Regions from separate parts of the Capsicum annuum genome. Here region 1 is linked to region 2. Evidence: chromatin contacts called from public Hi-C data. All regions are on one chromosome and are shown on one strand. Each heading gives the region's core, a stretch centred on a gene start, on an enhancer-like site or on the middle of the called end of the contact. The rest is flanking DNA. Distances are from core to core; before and after follow the strand shown.

What was found. Hi-C and Micro-C count contacts between places; a contact is called where the count stands out from the background.
Region 1: a contact with region 2 is called in a Hi-C map of bud, with 2.9 times the contacts expected there. The contact joins the enhancer-like site here to the promoter of LOC107877681 in region 2. A contact is called at or near these places in 4 of 5 Hi-C or Micro-C datasets (bud, leaf, pericarp and 1 more).

The regions. Positions count from the first base shown.
Region 1 is chr7:8,079,791-8,084,550 of UCD10Xv1.1, forward strand. No RefSeq gene overlaps it. Among protein-coding and RNA genes, the nearest start is that of LOC107877685, 7.8 kb to the right of the region's middle. Within about 2 kb of position 3,166, at least 5 of the 5 cell types and tissues checked have an H3K27ac peak or open chromatin away from gene starts, as enhancers often do. A contact at or near this core is called in bud, leaf and pericarp, where this site is marked.
Region 2 is chr7:7,980,303-7,984,928 of UCD10Xv1.1, forward strand. It overlaps LOC107877681, which reads right to left and starts at 1,563. Exons shown (of 9, transcript XM_016724371.2): 1 at 1-1,563. The coding sequence starts at 984.

The DNA of each region.
Region 1 (4,760 bases), core at 1,916-4,415, 100 kb after region 2:
TGTTTTGTTTTGGTCATGAGGGCAATTTCATTTATCATTAGTCATTGCTCCTAACAAATGTAGGAGCCAAAAAAAGTAGTTCGGGGCCACATCCCGACACTGTAGGTTAATATTCAAATGTTTAACTAAACGGTTAAAAGTTTTTCCAATAAGATCATCTAATACTACATTGGCAGTAAAAGTTGGTACACTAGTGAGCACAGTTGGGTTTGGTGAGTAGTCGACCCTGGTTCCTTCCTTTGCTAATCAATCAGCTACTGCATTTTGCTCTCTGAAGATCAGCACTGTCATGGATGCTTTTAGTTCCTGTAGCAATGACCTGCACTCAGATACAATGTTAGCATATAGTGGGTGATAATTGTTTAAAATATTAATAGCTGATGATGAGTCCATCTCAATATAGAAAGAGGTGATGTGATGTTGTTTGGAAACCAGAAGGCCAGTTCTAAGGGCTAACAGTTCAGCCATTATGGGGTGGGGGGGATATGGTTATAGTATCCTAGGATCCATTCACCATGTTTGTTCCTAAATACTCCGCCCAATCCCCCAGGTCCAGGGTTGACTTTTGCTGAGCCATCAGTGTTTAGTTTAATCCCTCCTAGAGTGGGGAGGTTCCACTTTGTGGTGATAGTTTCAACCCTTTGGTGTATGAGAGTGCACTGATTTCTGCTAATGAGGGTAAACTCAGTGGTGTTAGCAATCACTTGTTCAACTCTAGTAGTGTTGTGCTTATTGTTGAAGAGGTTGTCGTTTCTAGTTAACCAGATAGTCCAAATTAAAGGCAGTAAGGTAGTAAGGTATCCCAGTTGAGCCAATTGCTGAAGGGCATTCCACGTAGGTTGTCCCATGCTTCATGCCAAGCCCAAGATTGGTCCAGCCTGAAGGGAATTTGTAAGTGCTTTTGGCTTGGATGGTATCCCAGAAGTGGAGTGCATTGCTGCACTAAAAGAATATATGGTGGGGGTCCTCAACAGCGTTGCTGCATAGTTGGCAATGGTGGGGGAGATGTTGATGCCAATATGATTGAGATAACTGTCAGTGGGGAGCCTCTTATGCGTCAAGAACCATAAAAAGGTCTTGATTTTATTGGGAGTATGTGCTTTCCTGATGATTCAGGGAGGAGTGATGATTGGATAGCTGAGAGTACATGCTACTTGTAGTGAATTTAGCATCAGGGGAACAATTCCAGATAACAGCATTGTTTTATCTCTTTTCTTATTTCACTTTTGGCGAGAAAAATAGTTTTAACTTTCTTAAGATTATTTCAAAAGATTTGAGAAAATTTTCAAATAATTTTAAGAAATTCACAGAGTCGCCACTTGATTTTTGTAAAAAAAAAATCAAAAAAAAATGTAAAAGAGTTTCAAATGTTCAAAAACAAAAATAAACCTTTAAAACTAGAGATTTTGGGTAAGGGTTCAATTAACGCCCTAAGAAGGTTTTTAAGGCACTTAGGTACGTCCGTTTAAAACGGTATACCAAAAGAACTAACTAACTAATAGTGGCTAGTTTTGCAAAAGATTAATTTGTTAAACTTGATTTTATAGAAAATAATAAGATTATTTATTTAACATTTAAACATAACATTTATTTATTTAAAGGAGAGCATAAATTATTTCAATAGAACCAAATGGTAACTTTCCGGACTAAAGAGAGAAATGATTTCTTGCTTTTGTGGAGAAAGAAAAGATTACTAAATTATTTCCTTATTATTATTTATTATAGAAAAAGTTAATAATATTAGAGATAATACATTTGAAAAAATATTAAGAGAGTGTTAAAAAAAAACCTTTATAATTATGAAGAGTTTAAATTTATAAGAAAAAATAGTTTCTTGAGTTATGTTAATAGACTATTTTGTTACAAGAACATAACGAACATCATTTTGAAATAAACAATTTAACAAATTCTTTTAAGCTTAGTTTTAGGGAGTGAAGTCGAAAATAACCATTTTAATTCATTTAGATGAGATATATTACGAATTTGACTAAAACTGTGATAAAATGAAATGATAACGCATTAGGGGATTTATATAGGCTAACCAAATTAATTAATACGAGCACATAAGATAGCATTTACAAGAAAATGGATAAGAAGAGTTAGAGTTTGGGCCTTTTCTCAAATCTGGCAGCCCTTGGCCCATTCTTTATGGACTTTTAGTCCATTGATACAGATGTATACCAGCTGTATATCAGCTGTATACAGCAGCTATTTTTCCTGCGTTTTGTATATATACACTGTATACCAGTGTATAAATTACTGCACATTCACTCCCAGCTCCACTGTGCGTCATATGTTGGCATGTATCACCCCTTTGGACCTGGAAAACCTGTGTATCTGGTGTATACCAGCAGCTGTTTTTGCACATTAAGCCACTTTTTGACTCGAAAGAATGGGCTTTGCCCGAGGGATGCAAGGATTGGAGTTCCGTGGACTCGGTGAAGGAGGTTCATGCACAGAAAACGAGATAAGGATGAGCATCCAAGAAGAATCTTTAACCAATAATCAAACAAATAGAAACAAAAAAAATAAATGCTTAATGCTCAACTACGTGAAACATATTAATCTCCATACAAAATGCGAGGCACATAATTATCATATTCCGTTAACACGACACGATTTTCATGATTCAAACATTTCGTTCAACAATTATATATAGTTTGCAAGGTCTCCGAGGAAAGTTGAATTAACTTATGGATATCAAGCTATGTGCAAGCCAAAAAATGTATTCATGATGAGAAAAGTACATGAGAATAAAAAAAAAAAAAAAGAAACTTTGAATCCATGTCAAAGCCTCACATGGCTATTATTTAAGTTCCACCTTACAAGATAACCCAGCACCTAGACTTTTGTTGTTTCAAGATGGCCACTATTCTTATGGAGAAATCTCATACCACAGAAAATTTCTTCAAAAAATCAAGATTCATCCAGAAATAAAACACATAAACTTATTTCAAACCACTTACATACGAATGACTATTTAACTTGTTAATACACGAACAAATCCGCTGTCTAAGAAAATGGATACAGAACATAAACTACCAGTCTCACAACAGCAGCAACAATTAAAACACCAGCAGAAATTTTACACTGGCACTTTAAACACGAAGAAGAGGGAGTAGCAAGAGATGAGTTTTTTACCGGTTTTGGGGCAGCGAATTGGGAACAGCGAGTGGATGACTTCAAACCGGAGTTTCTTTGAGAAATCTTAAGTCGCTGTTGTCGTTGAAAGTTGTTGTGGTGTATTGCTGTACTGGTTTTGACGCTGTTGTGTTGAAATTGTCGCTGTTGTTGGCTGTGGAATATCGGGTTGCTGAAGCTGTGTTGTTGTCAGTTGTTGTTTGCTGTTATTTGTACAGGTATAAGGGGAAATAAGGGAAAGGGAATTTTGGGCCGTGTTTGTATGGTTGTTGAAGTTGATTGGGCTATTAAGTTAGAGGGAAGTTGGGCTGCTGGCCAAATCTAAAAGTAGGAAAAAGGGCTAGTTATTTTTAAAAAGGAAATTGAATGAATTCGGATAAAATCGAGATGAAATTATCTTTTAATTAATTTAACGAATTTTTTAAATTTAATAATTTTAAAACAAATATTAAATAATAATAATAATGATAATAATAATAATAACAATGAATTAAGAAACGAATTATGTCATCAATTCCTTATTTTCATACGATCTTGAGAAAAATAGAATATTTATAATTTTTTCAAACTTTTCACTCCGAATAAATTCTAAAGAATTTTATTTAACTGATAATTATATAACCATGTATAATTAGATACTATAGTATTATTATCATCTAAATTCAAAACGTAGGGTTGAAATTTATTTAAAAAAATAACTTAAAATAAATATTTTAAAACTATTTAAAATTGAGAAATTCAGAAACTAATTTGGAATGTGGAAGGCAAAAATTAGGTATCAACAAACATCCATGTTAGAGTCCATGATACTGATAGGCATGCTTGTAATGATTTGCCTGATGGTAGTGGGAATTTCAAATGGGATTGAGGTAAAATCCCAAATGTCATTGTTGTAGACATCTTTGACAGTGATATCAAGAGTATGGGGTTTTACAGGCCCATGGACCACACTTTTAAGGCTGCCAAGGTGAGGTATCCAAGTGTCTCCCCAAAAAGCTCATTCTGTCACACTTTCAGTCTTTCCCACTCTCCATCGAATTCCTAAGGAGCAATCTTTACAACTCTTTTAGATGCATTGCCAGGTTATGGAGGTAATTCTTTTGGGGGTGGAAGGGCCCTGGTTGTTGTGAAATTTGGAGAGCATGACTTGACCCTAAAGAGAGGTCGGGTTGTGGAAGAGTCTCCATGCCAGACCAGCATGCATAGCTCTATTTCTCAACTCACTTTTGTGGAGACCAAGGCCACCATTTTTTTGTGGGTGGTAGAGGTTTCCCAGCTGAGTAGGTCTAGTTTTCTCTTATCAGGGGTTCTTGCCCAAAAAAAATCCCTTTGGATTTTATTAAAGGACTCGGTAATAGTTTTGGGGATTCTAATGTACTGCATGATGTGAGTAGGCATTGCACTAAGGGTGGACTTGGCAAGGACTGATCTGCCTATCATGTTCAAGAGCTTGATTTTCCAGCCTGCTAACTTGGTGTTCATAGAGTGAATGATGAATTCAAAGTCACTATTTTTGGGTTTGCTTTGAAAGATTAGGAACCCAAGGTATTTCCCAAAGCTGGCACAAGGCTGGATGTTAAGGATTTGGGAACACATAGTGATATGAGGAGAGGGGGTAT
Region 2 (4,626 bases), core at 313-2,812:
CGGTTCTTGAGAGGTAGCAGAAGTCCCACTAGGTGATAATGCGTCAAAAGAAGGTACAGCTCTAAGCTCCCCCTGACCATGACCTAAGCCATCCATAGCTTCAGAGCCACTAAATTCTGAATTCTGGGTGGAACCAGCACTAGCGTTACTCACTTTCCTAGCAAGACCAATACCACCAACTCCATTACTAATCCCATTCACTGCCTCGACATACCTCTGTCCACTATCTTGTAGATCTCCTAATTGCGCTACAACGGACGATTCAAGCTCTGAAGACGAAAAAAGAAACACCCTCAATTTAGCAGACCCATCTGACGCTCTTTCAACCAACTTTTCATACTCATCCATCATATTTTCAAGATCTTCTGAACAAGAAACGGTCACAAGTGCATCAAGATCCTCATCAGGCAACTGGTACTTAATCGTCACATCCTGCCCATAAGTATCTACCATCTTGCGAACCAGCTCCGCAAAACTCACATCCCTCCTAACACTAATAATTCTAGTCTGTCCACCTACATATCTCAATGCCCCATCACTCGGCCTCGGGATTATCCTCCCACCAAAACTACACAAAAACTTAACTTTCCTCCCTGACACCGAACCATCACCACCACCATCATCGGTAGCACGCTCAGACGCATTACTACCAACCCTTCCCCCGGAATTCAAATTATGCGACAACCCACTACCCGAATTCACAACACCAACACTCACAACACCCGGTGGCTGCGAACCAACAACCTGTGGGACCCACCCAGCTGCCACCGAACCCGCATTATTAGCATATCCTAAACCTACAAACCCTCCATCAGCTACAGTAGCAGGATAATAAACCCCTTGTATAGTTCCAGGACTACCTCCAACATCCCGGGTCGGGTTACCATAAAACCCCTCAACGGGTCGACCCGATTCTTCTGCCACTGTCCTAACAATATTCAATGGCCTCAAATCTTTAGGTATTGAACTTTGTTCAAAAGCCATAATCTTTACAAATCAAGATTCAATTTTTTTTACCACCAAAACCCAAAATTACTATTTCTACATTAAACAAATACAAAAACCAAGAACCCCAAATTACTAAAAATAGCAACTTTGAACTAAAAATTACCTCAATAAACCCTAATGGGGTTCACCCAAATACAAGAAAATCAAAAGGGGTTTTCAAGAAACATATGTATTCAGTAACCAAACAACATCTAACTGAAAAATTACCTCCAAGAAAGTAGTGGATAACAAGAAGAAGAAGAAGAACAGCACTTTCTTGCTAATTTCTATATTTGTATAGCTGAGATACCAAAAAAAAATATACAAATTCCCTTATAATTTTTTAAAATCATTTTTTTTTTCTGAAATTTTTTGCAGAAAAATATGAGTGGGTCGCTATCAAAATTCTAGAAATGGAAGAGGAAGGTGCCTATGATTTTGATTTTGATTTTTATTTTTATTTTTTATTTCTTGAAAAAAAAATTAGCAGAAAGATATTAAAGAAATTGAAATTTGAGAGAAAGAGAAGATAATAGGGGGAAAGGGCACGTGGAAGACTGCATGCAGAAGTGTTTCAATTTTGCAAAATTTAGTCAATTTGGGGAAGGATCTAATTAAGGAAGGATCTAAAAGCAATTTTTTTTTTTTAAAGAAAAAAAGTTGAAAGCAACACTTTAAAAAGAGAAAATGATCAAATACCCCCACTTTTGTCCCAAATTTCAACTACACATTTATACTTTGAAAGGTCCTATGATCCCCTAAACTATTTTAAAATGAAATTATTATCTCCAAATTATTTTAAAGTGGAATATACCTTTCTAAAAACTCATACCCAAATTTTATTTTGATTTGTGGTTAACACGCGCTGCCACGTGTTATGTCACGTAATTCCATGTCATATATCATTTTTTTACTATAAAAATTAATTCCACGTCATGCCACATCATCATCATCTTCTTCTTCTTCCTCTTCTTCTTCTATTCTTCTTCTTCAATGGCATAATAAATCATATAGAATTCACACGATATGTAATCTTATCAAAATCAAATCAACAATTAATGTTCAAAAAATATTCGATTTTCACAAAATGGTATCGCAACAGTGATGGCGCCGGAAAATTCAAAATTTCAGTGACTTTATTTTTCAATCTGAATTGATTCAATATTCTCACGTAATTCGAGTTCTTGGATGCCATTGAAAAAGAAGAAGAATAAAAGGAAATATCATTGATGAGTTCTTGGATCCCATTGAAGAAGAAAAAAAATTGCTCTTGGATGCCATTGAAGAAGCAGAAGAAGAATTGAAGAAGAAGAAAAAAAATTAATTGTCATTGATGGGTTCTTGGATGCCATTGAAGAAGAAGAAGAATTGAAGAAGAAGAAGGAGAAAATAATTTAATTGCCATTTATGGGTTCTTGGATGCCATTGAAGAAGAAAAAAAAAATTAATTGTCATTCTTAGATGTCATTGAAGAAGAAGAAGAATTGGGGAAGAAGAAGAAGAAAGAAAAATAATAATTAAAATTATATATATTTATTTAAAGAAAAAATAAAAATAATTTTTTAATAAAATATTTTTGTTCTTATTCTTTTTAAAGAGAGTGAAACACACTCTCTTGCCATGTTAGCATTGGAGGGATAATAATTTCATTTTAAAATAGTTCAGGGAGGTCATAGGACCTTCTCAAAGTATAAGTGTGTAGTTGGGATTTGAGGTAAAAGTTGGGGGAGGGGATATTTGACCATTTCTCTTTAAAAAAAAAGATGAATGTCTAATTCTTTTTACTAGGAGAACTTATAGGATAGTTGCGAGCAAAATGAATGGATGAGCTTTGAAAAAAGCAAATAAAAATGAGCTATACTTATTAAATGAAGATGATTGTCATACTTTCATAAACTTTTGAGCAAAAAAAGGAACACGAACATTGTGTCATAAGATTTAGAATAGTTTGAGAGATATTATGATTTTGGGCATTGTAGGTGTATACATGTTGAGGGCGTTAAGGGTGTTATTCATAGAACGATGCATAGGGAGAGATAGATTGTGTCAAGTGAAATTTTGGTGGAATTTTGAAAGAACGCAACAAGGTAGGTATGGAATAGCTGACTAAGTTGTTTCACATCATTTTTAAGAAAATTAAAATGTCAAATGAATGGAGATAGAGTATGACGATCTCATTATATAAAAACTGGGGTGGCATTCAAAAGTGCAACAACTAATTGAAAGGAAAATTAAATTAATAAATCACACTGTGAAGATTTGAAGTGGTGGAGCTAAGACTAGACGTGTTTATTTTAGGGGATTAGTTCAAATTTATATCGAGATGTTCAACTACAAAAGACATCTCTACAGGAAACTAGTGAAACAATACAGAGAAAAAAGATAAAAAAATATGCATATATGTTCATTAACCTAGAAAAAAGCCTATGACAAGATTTTGAGGAAGGTTCTATAAAGGTGCACGAAGGCTAAAGTGTTCACATGATGTATACTAGATCACTTAAAAACATGTACGATAAACCGAAGACACGGGCAAGGACAATGGTTAGAGAGTTAGGTCATTTTCTATTTGAGTTGAGTTTGCATTAGGGATTAACTCTAAGTCAATTTTTGTTTATCTTGGTGAAGGATGAATTGATTCCGCATACCGAGATGAGGTGACCTGGTGTATTTTATTTATCGATGACATAGTTCTAATCTACCAAATTCACAAGGGAGTCAATGCTAATTAAGCTTGAGGTTTGGTAACATTAAGCAAGATCAAGATAAAATACTTGAAATGCAAGTTCAGGGATGTAACTTATGATGTTGTGAAGGTGAGACTTGATTTACAGATTATTCATAAGAAATGAAGCTTTACGTATCTTAGGTCTATTATCTAGTGTGATGGAGAAATCAATGAGTATGTTACGCATTGTATTGGTGCAGGATGAAAAAAATAAAGGCTCGCATCTGAAATTTTATGCGATAAGAAGGTGCAGCTAAAACTTAAAAGCAAGTTCTACAGGTTGTGGTTAGACCAGTTATGTTGTTAGGAGCAAACTGTTGGCCAATCAAGAACACCCACGTTTAGAAGTTGAAAGTTTTGAAGATGAGAATATTGAAGCAGATATATGGACATACTAGAAGAGATAAAAATATAAATAAGGATATCAATACATGGTAGGAGTTTTCTCGATGGAGGATAAGATATTAGAAGCGAGAGTTAGATGATTCAGCCATATAGAGAGAAAATGCACAGATACATACTAGTGTGGAGGTGTGAAAGGCTGCCTATGAGTTGTTACAATAGAGTTAGAAGTAGGTCTAAGAAGTACTGAGGTGATTAGATTTGACATGACACAACTTCACCTTATTGCGAACTTAACCTTAATAGACAATTATGGAGAACTCGTATTAGGGTAGAGGGTCAGATAAGTGAGACTGACAATTAATGTTTAGTCTTATATACTAGTAGTTGTAATACTCTAGAAGTTTCTAGTTATTATTTTTCTATTACTATTGATTGTTTCTAATACTTTAATTATCGTATTATTTTGTGGTAGTGACTGTTTCACTTTCAATATGGGTTGTCATGCTTTCTTTAGCATTCTGCCTTAGGTTTTTTACTTTCGTTGCTTCTTTTTTCAAAACTGATTT